2 separate regions of the Pan troglodytes genome follow, and region 1 is linked to region 2. A link is a contact called in public Hi-C data. All regions are on one chromosome and are shown on one strand. Each heading gives the region's core, a stretch centred on a gene start, on an enhancer-like site or on the middle of the called end of the contact. The rest is flanking DNA. Distances are from core to core; before and after follow the strand shown. Region 1 overlaps SLC29A1 (solute carrier family 29 member 1). Region 2 has its middle 25 kb from the start of TMEM63B.

Region 1 (5,835 bases), core at 956-3,455, 130 kb after region 2:
CAATATCTTTGACTGGTTGGGCCGGAGCCTCACAGCTGTATTCATGTGGGTAAGTGGAGGAAGAGGGCCCCAGGCCCCTGTGGGAAGTAAGAGTCCAGCCTGGACCCAGAGAGGGAACCCAAGAAAGTATGGTAGTAAGGGGACCATTTGTTTTAAAGTCGAGGCATAATTTATGTATAGTTAAGTACAAGTCTTAAGTGTACAACTTAATGAATATATGTATATACACATACCTGCCCAGATCGAGATGTAGAATATTTCCAGCACTCCAGAAGGCTCCACCATGCCCCTTTCAAGAGTAACCCCCTAAGGAGAACCAGGCTTTGAGGTTTCAGTTCAGGTCCTGAGGGGCCCCAGATGGATCCTTGGGGGCCTGGCTGTGCCCTGGGGTGGCGGCCTGGGCTGAGGCCCTGCCTGGTGCCCACAGCCTGGGAAGGACAGCCGCTGGCTGCCAAGCCTGGTGCTGGCCCGGCTGGTGTTTGTGCCACTGCTGCTGCTGTGCAACATTAAGCCCCGCCGCTACCTGACTGTGGTCTTCGAGCACGATGCCTGGTTCATCTTCTTCATGGCTGCCTTTGCCTTCTCCAACGGCTACCTCGCCAGCCTCTGCATGTGCTTCGGGCCCAAGTGAGTAGGGCTGGCAGGGAACTTGGTGGCATCAGACAGGATCTAGAGTTCCAGTGGGGGACATTCAGTAGAGGGAGGGCAAAAGGAGAGTCCCTGCTCCCAGAGCTGAGAGGAGAGATGGCTCAGGAGGGGCTCCCAGCTGAGGGGATAGTGACTGTGGTGGAGGGGGGCGCCAAGGTTACTTGGGTGGAGGTGGAGACAGGTTTGCAGGAAGGAGTGAAAGACAACCCCACCATACACATTCCCTCAAGGAGGAGAAGCCAGGTTGGGGTTAGGCAGCCAGGATGGGTTGATCAACAGAATGAGGTTCGACAGTCAAGTTGCTCCACCCCACCCCTCCTTCCACCCAGAGGCTCTGGGCTGGGGTACAGCCATTCTGAGGTAGCCTTGCCCTTCCTTCCCCGCTTAGGAAAGTGAAGCCGGCTGAGGCAGAGACCGCAGGAGCCATCATGGCCTTCTTCCTGTGTCTGGGTCTGGCACTGGGGGCTGTTTTCTCCTTCCTGTTCCGGGCAATTGTGTGACAAAGGATGGACAGAAGGACTGCCTGCCTCCCTCCCTGTCTGCCTCCTGCCCCTTCCTTCTGCCAGGGGTGATCCTGAGTGGTCTGGTGGTTTTTTCTTCTGACTTCTGCTTTCCACGGCGTGTGCTGGGCCCGGATCTCCAGGCCCTGGGGAGGGAGCCTTTGGACGGACAGTGGGGACATTGTGGGCTTGGGGCTCAGAGTCGAGGGATGGGGTGTAGCCTCGGCATTTGCTTGAGTTTCTCCACTCTTGGCTCTGACTGATCCCTGCTTGTGCAGGCCAGTGGAGGCTCTTGGGCTTGGAGAACACGTGTGTCTCTGTGTATGTGTCTGTGTGTCTGCGTCCGTGTCTGTCAGACTGTCTGCCTGTCCTGGGGTGGCTAGGAGCTGGGTCTGACCGTTGTATGGTTTGACCTGATATACTCCATTCTCCCCTGCGCCTCCTCCTCTGTGTTCTCTCCATGTCCCCCCATGCCCAGTTCTTACCCATCATGCACCCTGTACAGTTGCCACGTTACTGCCTTTTTAAAAAATATATTTGACAGAAACCAGGTGCCTTCAGAGGCTCTCTGATTTAAATAAACCTTTCTTGTTTTTTTCTCCATGGCTCCCTGTGTCCTCCAGCCGTGGCTTCATGCCCTGGAGTGGGTAGAGGGCTGGCAGCCTGAGTCTGGGAGATGAGCATGACCCAGCTGGGCCCTGGCCAGGACTGGACCTGGGTCCAAGGGGGAGGAGAGGGGAGTAGTCCTCTTGGCCTCAGAGGGGCTGCAATGCCCCCTGCTGGGGCCACAGGGGAGGGACAGGCCTGGAACCAGAACACCAAGACTGTCAGCCAAGACTAAGAATGGGTTTTTCTTTGCTGCTTCATTCTTTCTTTCATAGGACAGAGGATGGAGATAGCTCCCCATCTTTCCTTTGTCTTCACTGCCAGCCCCTCCACTCTGTCCCCAGCCCCAGCAATGAACTCTGCAAAACTGGCCAGCTCCTGGCCATACTCCCATACCACCAGGCAGGAAGAGGCCGAGGCCTGAGGGTTCTCCCCTACCTGGCATGCAGCCCTAACACCAAAGCTCAGCCTGCCAGACTTCCTGGGGAACAAGGGCCCTGTGTGTCTGCACAGTGAAACCAACCCTTCCCTTCTCAACACAAACTCTGGCCTAGGGAGGGGTGGGTTGATATGGAGCTATGAGTGTCTCAGTGGAGAAGGCCCTACCACTGGGACCCCCATCTCAAGAATGACCTGACTGGAAGTGAGACCAGAGCTCTGGCCACAGTGCAGCACCCCTGCAATCTGCATTCCTTACCCTCCCACAAGTCTCAGACTCCTCCCAGAAAGCAGAAGACATTCCTGAATTCTCAGCGCAGGCTGCTCACTCAGCCCTGGCCAGCAGATGGCTACAGAGTTGGCACCTTTGTCAGCGCTTCCTTTCTCACTGGAGTTTAATTTAATTGAGAACTTCAGGCCTCATTAAGGGCTGTTAGCGCATTTTTAAGGCTCTTTGATCAGCTCTGAAGCCCTAATGGGGTAGCTAAGTATACCAGGGCACTGGGAACTGAAGTTCATGTGCTATTAATCATTTGTCAGACCAGAGTATTTATCTGCGGTGCTGGAAAACAAGGTATTCCTTTTGGATCAGGCTCAAAAGCTGAGGGGTTCCCTGAGTGTCCTTCCCCCAGTCTGCAGTGCTGTTTGGCAGTGAGTCAAGCTGAACATACAAACCTGAGCTCTTTCTCGTCCTCAGTCCTCTGTTGTACCCAACCCCAAAGAACCCTATTGGTTTCCTTCCTCAGCACCAGCAGTGCCTCAGGATTCTGTATTTCTTCCTGAGGTTGCTTTACCACCTCCTGCCTGGCCCACTGGGGCTTCCAGGTCTCTTCCAGTCCATCCCACACATGGCCACAAGAATAATCTGAAAGTGAATCTAGCAGGTGCTGCTTGCTCTCTGGAGCATGCACCTGTGTCCTGAGCGTTTTCTGATCCTCCACCACCAACAGCCAGTTTGTGCAATTTCTTTGCACCTCAGAGCTTTCATAATTTTGTGACTTTTCTATCATGTTCTTATCTTACTCCAGCTATCACACTGTCATGTTTTTTAGGTTAAGGTTAGGTTAAGGTTACTCCTGTTTTGGCTTTTCAAGCTATGTCATACCTGCCTCCCAGAGGTACTTGGAAAATATTGGCTTGACAGCACATGCTTATCCCAAGGCGGAATTCATCTCTACAGTCTTCACATGCCCCACTCCAGCCGTGTGGTAGCACACCTTGCTTGTGACCCTGGGATAGAGATGGGGATGTTAAGTAGGTTCCTCTCAACCCCAGCACTGATTTGAGAGGAAAAACTATTAAGGATACCGTTCCTTTCTCCCTTCCTGTACTTAAATTGATGTTGAAGGAAATTACTAGAATATTTTCTCCACAAAATTTTAAAACACAAATGCTAAAAAATGTCAGTCTCTTCATTCTCCTGACCTCAGTGTTTTCACAGGTAAACCTGGAAGGGGTGAGGAGGTTAGGAAAAGCAGCTCCTAAGGTCTCCTGCCCACCCAGCTGCAGGGATGGCTCCCGACCCCAAGTGGGCGCTCGCAGGCCCCTGCCCTTTGGGGAGCAGGGGCCTCCTCTGGGTCCTCCACTTTGCTGCTAGCACCTTGCTGCCTGTAAGGTAGAGAGGGCTGAGCATGAAAATCCTCCAGGTATCCCTGGCTGCCCTCACTTGCTGCTGGTCATCACCTTCCATGTCACATTTCTGCTCAAAACAGTCAATATTCAGCTGCTGTCCCTGGAGTGGCTGCCATTGCAACACAGGAATGTCCCTCTTGTTTAATCTTTTATGATGAAATGTTGGGGCTTTAAAGAGTTGAAAAGCTAAGAGCCGTAGTAAATTAGCCATCCTGGAAAATAGAAATGAAGCCTCAGGTATAATCTTTGAGTCAGAATGTATCTGTATATCTATTCTTTGAGATGAATATGGAAAGACCATGGTGGAGGCAATATAAAGCCAGGGCTCAGAGAGCGTGTGATAGGAGAACCCAAAAGTTTGTTTTTTTTTTTTTTTTTTTTGGCGGTTGGGGGTGGGACGGAGTTTCGCTCTTGTTGCCCAGACTGGAGTGCAATGGCACGATCTCAGCTCACTGCAACCTCTGCCTCCTGGGTTCAAGCAATTCTCCTGCCTCAGCCTCCCAAGTAGCTGGGATTACAGGCATGCGTCACCATGCCCGGCTAATTTTGTATTTTTAGTAGAGATGGGGTTTTACCATGTTGGTCAGGCTTGTCTCAAACTGCCGACCTCAGGTGATCCTCCTGCCTTGGCCTCCGAAAGTGCTGGGATTACAGGCGTGAGACATCATGCCTGGCCAAAGTGTTTTTTTTTTTTTTGGCCCCACCAAGATCTACTGCAGCCTCCACCTCCTGAGTAGCTGGGATTACAGACGTGCACCACCACACCTGACTATTTTTTGTATTTTTAATAGAGACGGGGTTTCACCACGTTGGCCAGGCTGGTCTCGAACTCCTGACCTCATGATCCGCCCGCCTCTGCCTCCCAAAGTGCTGAGATTACAGGCATGACCGCGCCTGGCCGCCAATTAAAGTTTAACTAGAGTTAAACTATGACAGTGATTCAAAATGGTTGTAAACAGAAAAACGCAGTCACCTTAAGGAAATAGGCCTGTTTGTCCAGCAAGCCCTGCCTGGAAGCCAAGTCTTCACACACAGGAAGAGTGGCAGTCCCCAGGTCAGCCAGCAGATCTGACTCAGAGGCCAGGTTGGCAGTGTCCCCCCAAACCCTTGGGGACCAACTGTTTCCTGGGGCAGGTTGGCACTGAGGGTGGAAATGGGCAGCGCCCAACTCCCTCTGGCCCCAACCTCATCAATGGCCTTATGTCCGGGCTGGACCCCTCCAGCCCATCTCGGTATGACCTGGCTTCCTGTGTAGATGCTCTCAGGGAGAGGACGTGCCCACTCGGAGCCCTCTGCAGCCTTGGCAGTCCTGGTGCTCACTGGAAGTGAGCAAGTTGGCATTCTGGCAACAGACTGCAGGGTGACCGCTAAATGTGAGTCAGCAGGGCCCCACGAAGGCCTCTGTCCTCTCTCCTGGGCTTGCCCTGTACCAGCTGTGATCCCGGATTAGTCACTCCTCCCCTAGGCCCCGCCTCCTCGTCCTTACCAGGGGATGACATATGTGTTGACTTAAGGAAATTAAGTGCGGGAGAGCATGGATGCAGGAGGTGAGGTCCCCAGAGCTACGTGGCGCTATCAGTTACCAGGATGAGCCTCAGGATGGCCCTCCCCGCACCCCACGTTCCCCCACCTAGCCTATTCCAGGCTCCTTCCCACCTGCGTTCATTCCCCTCCCCCGCATCTCCAGTCCCCGGAAGCTTCGAGACCAAAGCCTCACTTCCCCTACTCCAGATATTTCCAGCGTGAACCACCACGCGGGTCCCTAAGCCTCGCGGACAGCCGAGAACCGTGGGGCTGGGGGCGGCGAGAGGTGCGACGGGGACCAGGCCCCTGCCCCATCCCGCCGCGAGGAGCGGAGGGGGTGATGTCACCCGGCCCGCGCGCCCCCTGGCGGGCGTCCGGCCCCACTGCTCCGCGCTTCTGCGTCCTGGCGGGTGGGTGACCAGACTGCGTGTCAGACAGACCCACGCCACTGCCCCGTGTCCGGGTGACCTTGAGCCAGGCTCGTTCC
Region 2 (5,970 bases), core at 585-3,084:
TCTCTTTATTAAAAAATTAAAGCACTACAGAGCTGTGTCACCTTTGACCAGGAACCTTCTACCTCCCTCCTCCCCAAAGGAACTCCCACTATTAGCACTGTCTTGGGTATCATTCTTGTGCTTTTTTGCCTTTTTTTTTTTTTTTTTTTTTTTGAGACAGGGTATCTTGCTCTGGTGCCCTGGCTGGAGTGCAGGGAATGTAGTGGTGTGATATCACAGCTCACCACAACCTCTGCCTCCCAGGTTCAGGTGATCTTCATGCTCAGCCTCCCAAGTGGCTGGGATTACAGGTGCACACCACCAAGCCCAGCTAATTTTTGTATTTTTAGTAGAGACGGGGTTTCACCATGTTGGCCAGGCTGGTCTCGAACTCCTGGTCTCGAGTGACCACCCACCTCAGCCTCCCAAAGTGCTGGGATTATAGGTGTGAGCCACTGCACCCAGTCCCATAAATTTTTCTGTATTTGTAGGAAATAATGTTGTTAAGTGATTTTACATAAATAATGTGTGTGGGGCCGGGCACAGTGGTTCATGCTTGTAATCCCAGCACTTTGGGAGAACAAGGCGGGTGAATCAGTTGAGACCAGGAGTTCAGGACCGGCCTGGTCAACATGGCGAAAACGCGTCTCTACTAAAAATACAAAAATTATCTGGGCATGGTGGCCTGTGATCCCAGCTATGCAGGAGGTTGAGACACCTTGAACCCAGCGTATGGAGGTAGAAGTGAGCTGAGATTGCACACTGCACTCCAGCCTGGGTGACAGAGTGAGACCCTGTCTTAAAAAAAAAAAAAAAAAAAAAAAAACCCACAATAATGTGTGAGGTATATCACTCTTCAACAGGCTTTTTTCCATTCAACAATATGTCCTGGAGAGCTACATCTATCTATACCTACACCATCCTTTCTTGGAACAGTTGTGTGCTACTCCATGGCACACATGGACTTTGCTTATTTACCCAGGCCCCTACTGATGGCTATTCAGATTGTTTCCAATTCTATTAAAAACAGGCTGAAAGGAGTATGTACAGACCTCTCTGGGCACTGTGGTATGTGCTCTGTGCAGGGCATGGACAGTCATCTCTTCTCATCTGTCACATTGTTAGCAAACACCTCTCACAGGGGTTCTCAACTTGGGAACCACTGGAGGTTTCAGGGGGACCTCAAATCCCTGAAATTGTACCCAGAGTAACCTATGTATGCCTCTGCATATATGCACTATCTGGGGAAAGGGTCCACAACCCTTAGCAAGTTTCAGGTTTTCGAAGGGCCCATAAAAGCTAAGAAGTACCGACCTGTATTAACTTTCATACCTTTATGTTCTGGCTCATATACGATGTTATGTGCTCAAAAGGACAAGCTGGGCAACATAAAGCCTCTTCTCCCCCTTGTTCTGTCAACAAGGATTCCATCTAGTGCTGAAAGAAAGGACCTCTGGAGTCAGACCCAGGCCTAAATCCTGGCTCCATCCATTACTATGCAATTTGGGGCAATTAATTAACAACCAAGCTTCAGTTTCCACAATACAAACTGAGGTGAGTAAAACCTGCTTCATAGAGTTGTTGTAAGGAGTAAACAAAATCCCTTGCACCAAGCATCTAGCAGGCACAGTAGGTACTGCTATGCACCTGTGCCCTTGGTTTCCTTAAGTTCTGGCCAAGAGCTTTAGGCAACTGGGACCTTCTCAAGGGCAGGGACAAAGGCTCACCCAGAGTCTGCAACCCCCTTGAGCTCTGAGCCTAAATCTGTCATGGACAAATTAGGAGTGAATACACTGAGAAGAGTCCTTGTCCAGGCTCTCCAGGTCATACCACAGCAGTGCCACTAGGAGGCTGCAGGACAGGCCCTGGGACTGGAGAGACTCTGCAGGAGCAGCTCTGACTGAAATAGTGTGTGCATGCAAGTGTGCATGTGTTGTGTGCTCATATATGTAAGTGTGTGAATGAGTATGCATGTCTGAGTATGAGCCTGTGTCTGAGTGTGTATGTGTTGGCATGTGTATGTGTGTACACGTGGGTTGGGAGAGGCAGAAACCAAAGGGAAGACAGGGTTTCCAGAGAGGCAGCAGCAGCCCTGGCTTCTCCCCTTGAGTGTCCAGGCTGCTGGAACAAATATTCCATTACCTACTGTGTGTTAAGCACTGCTCCTGTCCTTGAACTCACAGGAAGACAAAAACAAGACAGTTAGGTTCAAGCAATATTTCCAGGTGCCAGCATTGTTCTAGGCACTGGGGATACAAAAAGACACATTCCTTGCCCTCCACCAAGGTCAGACACGACACACCCCTGGAGTCGGTGGCACTTCACTGAGTAGAGCCCTGTACAGGGCACCCAGGAAGAGCTGTGCTCAAGACCAGAAATTGTGGAGAAAGGCATAGTTGACCCTGTCCTGGGCAGCAAACCCTTTGAGAGGGGCCACATCCCCTACCCTGCCGACTCAGACCCAAAATATCTCCAGCCACCTTCTCTCCTCCCTCACTTGGCCACCAAGCAATGCTGGACAGAACTCTTCTCTGTCGGGGGAGATCACGGGGCATATCGCCTTCAGTACACTGATAACCCTTTCTCCATCCTCACCTTCCCTCTGGCGCTGGCCCCATCTTTCCCCTCCCACCCTTCCCCTCACTCCCAGTAGACAACCCCCCTTTCCCAACTAACATACAAGCTTACCTCTCTGAGCACCCAGTCCCCCCACCAGGCTCAGGGAATGAGGTGCCCTTTCGCTTGCTCAGATTCTCCTGCTTCCTGCTCTGCTGGGGTCTCCTTCTATCAGTCACCACTGACCCCCACCCCGACTTCCACTCACAAACCACCACCAACTATGGTGCAGTGGCACTGCAGCGCGGTTAGGCAGCCCAGCGTCACCGTTTCCCAGGCCTGGGACCTTAGACAAGTTACCCCACCTCTCTGAGCTTTGGTTCCTGTGCCTGTAGCACAGGGCGAAACCCAGTGATGCTGACAGAACCTACCTCATGAGGCCGCTGGGAAGATAAGATTATACTGGGCACATAAAATGCTTAGGACTGGGCTAGGAAGTGTTTAGTGAATGTGATCACTGCTGCTGTAAGCCCCTGACAGCATTCACAGTATCTGAAGGGCACAAAGCCTCTAGTAGATGGTCAGAAATAGCGTCCAGGGATGGCATCAAATAGTTGTTTACTTTCCCCATCAAATCAACCTTCGTCCAAGTCAGATAAGCCCCAGGGGTCCCCCCAGGGGTCTCCATGCAGAGCCTAGGCTCTCCATCAGGCAGCCTGATCCCAATTCCCTGGGTCTGGGCGTCACCGGACAGCCTTCAGGGTAAAATGCAGACCATACTAGTGGGCCTTCTCTTGCTGATGATATTGATCTCTTAGTAACTTACTGTGCCAACATATTCTTACCAAAGACCCCCTCGAAACAAGGGGAGAACCACCTGTCTACAAGAAGAGTTGCTCAGGTGTCTCCCATCCTAAAATCCTTATGTCGACCTCCAGTTACAGCCCATCTCTCTCCTTCCCTTCTCAGCCAAGCTTCTTGCAGAAGTCACCTGCACTTCCCCCTTCTCACCCCACCACAGGCTGCCTGACCCCACTGCTTCACCAGTGACGGCCTGTAGCCACTCCACCTGTCCCTCCACAGGCCTCACTTCATCTGTTGAGGTTGACCACTTCCTCTTGGAACATCGCCTCCCTGGCTTCCAGGACTCCACTTCCCCAGTCCTCCTCCCATCTCCTTGACTGTCTTCTTGACTCCCCACCCAGCTTCTTCCTGCCCACCTGCCTCCTAAACATCGGCTTCTCCAGCGCTCCACCCTGGCTTACTGCGCCTCTCTCCCCAGCCTGTCGTTGGGTGACCTCATGATTAGAAGCACCGTGCATTTCTGAAGCCTCTCAAGTCTCTCTCCCTCTATTCTCACCCCTGACCTTATGTTTGGTGTACCGTACTGTCAACAAAACACTTGCAACTAAACAAGCAGAAAAGAATTCCCTCCCTTCTCCTCTCTCCCCTGCTAAGATCCTGAACTCCATAAAGAGCCCCATCCATTCCACCAAGTCAGAGCCCTAGAAGGTACCCTCACCTCCATCCACCTCCAAACTTTCACCAGATCCTGCCTATTCCACCTCAGGGGAAGTTTATCAATTGAGTAGCCCAACAGGTTTAAGACTGCAGGTGCAGGGAGGCATGGATGCGCTTTATTTCTTGGACATGGCTCAGAGGAGGGGCAGCTCCAGAGCACAAGGGCAGGGCGAGAGGCAGCACAGGCCAGCAGGAGAGAAAGCCCTGTAGCCCAGATCACACACAGTCTCACCAGACCCCCAGCTGTGCATTGGCTGCTGCAGGCATCTCCCCTCCCTGCCTCAGCCCAGGCCTCCACCAGTCAGCAGCTGAGCTGGCCCAGCTCCCCTCCACAGGAACAGCCTGCAGCTTGCCCTGTGCTCACCCCCAACCCCCTACCCCATTCTCCTTCACTATGAAGTTCCTCTGAATACAAAGCCCACCTCTCAATAACCTATCCCAAGATAATTTTGTTGTGCTAACTTGAATTTCTGAACTCCCTGCCCTGTTTCCCAGCATGGTCCTTTCTCTATGCCAAGCTACTTCTACCTACTAAATAGCTATTTTCCCTCAAATCTTTCTTAACTCCTGTCCTCCATCTCTGCCTTGCCTTACCAGAGTATTATGTTGTTTTGTTTTGTGTTTCTTTTTTTTTTTTTTTTTTTTTTTGAGACGAAGTCTTGCTCTGTCACCCAGGCTGGAGTGCAGTGGCACGATCTCAGCTCACTCAACCTCCGCCTCCCGGGTTTAAGCGATTCTCCTGTCTCAGCCTCCCGAGTAGCCAGGATTACAGGTGCATGCCACCACGCCCAGCTAATTTTCGTATTTTTGGTAGAGATAGTTTCGCCACGCTGGCCAGACTGGTCTCAAACTCCTGACCTCAGATGATCTACCTGCCTCGGCCTCCCAAAGTGCAGGAATTACAGGTGTGAGCCACCGCGCCTGGCCATCTCTTGAATTTACTGAATTCCCTGCTCCCTTCCTGGCCCCTCATACCATCCCTTTTAGAGGGGTTCTTTGCACAGCAGCTGAGTGATCTTAATAAATGTCCAGCTGGGATGGGGAGCCACTGGCCAGTTAAAGCAGGGCAGTGACAGGGTTAAAGTCCCAGCACCTAGTGCAACCTATGTAGCCTTCCCTGGCCTGGCCCGTCAGCTACCTCAGCCCCACTGCAACCCTCTAGGTACCTCAAACAGCTGGTAGGTCCCGGCACATCCCATCCGGCATCACACCTCTGGTTTTGGCTGGGATGAAAGGGTATTCCCACTTCAGCCTGTCACTTGACTAACTCTGACTGTCCAGCTTCCAGGCTCTGGGCATCTCCTCAGGAAGCCTTTCTGACCCTCCTGGGTCAGTGTTGCCACAGCACATGGGCTCCTGTCACCTGCTGCAGGAGGCAGAAACTGCTCATGGATCTGTCTCCCTTCCGAGAGCTTCTCCAGGGCAAGATCCATATTTTGCCCATCTGGGCACACACAGTAAATGTTTGCATCAGTCAGCGTCCAAGCAGGCAACAGGGGGCCACTTGAATTGGGATAACGTGAGGAGAATTTAACAAAGGGACTGTTTACAAAGGTGTGAACCAGTACAGTGGGTGCTGCAGTGCCCTGACGCCAAGGCCCCAAGAGTGTAGAGCACTGCCTGAGGGGCTGTGACATATGACTGAAGAGTGTGGTCAGCCCTGCAGGAATGGGAGCCCGCTGATGCAGTCCATACAGGTCAGCCTCCTGGGGCACAGGGCAGGGTGGAAAAGGGTGAGAGGGACCCCGAGGGACAGATTAAGATGTCCAACCCAGGGCTCAATGTCAATTGAACAGAACTTCACTGATGAGACACCCTGAGCAGGGTTCCACAGACCGACCACTTCTCCAAGGAGAAAACAACATTCCAGGCCAAAGATGTGCCAAGGCTCACCTGTGGGGTCAGCATGGCTTA

The links. Hi-C and Micro-C count contacts between places; a contact is called where the count stands out from the background.
Region 1: a contact with region 2 is called in a Hi-C map of induced pluripotent stem cells, with 2.7 times the contacts expected there. The contact joins two enhancer-like sites. A contact is called at or near these places in 2 of 7 Hi-C or Micro-C datasets (induced pluripotent stem cells and stem cell-derived neural progenitor cells) and 1 of 1 other capture datasets (stem cell-derived neural stem cells).

What each region holds. Positions count from the first base shown.
Region 1 is chr5:50,128,671-50,134,505 of NHGRI_mPanTro3-v2.0_pri, forward strand. It overlaps SLC29A1 (solute carrier family 29 member 1), which reads left to right. Exons shown (of 13, transcript XM_009451358.4): 11 at 1-49; 12 at 428-627; 13 at 1,037-1,747. The coding sequence ends at 1,148. Among named protein-coding and RNA genes, the nearest start is that of HSP90AB1, 12 kb to the right of the region's middle. Within about 2 kb of position 2,206, at least 14 of the 24 cell types and tissues checked have an H3K27ac peak or open chromatin away from gene starts, as enhancers often do. A contact at or near this core is called in induced pluripotent stem cells, where this site is marked.
Region 2 is chr5:49,995,202-50,001,171 of NHGRI_mPanTro3-v2.0_pri, forward strand. No RefSeq gene overlaps it. Among named protein-coding and RNA genes, the nearest start is that of TMEM63B, 25 kb to the right of the region's middle. Within about 2 kb of position 1,835, at least 1 of the 24 cell types and tissues checked has an H3K27ac peak or open chromatin away from gene starts, as enhancers often do. A contact at or near this core is called in induced pluripotent stem cells, where this site is marked.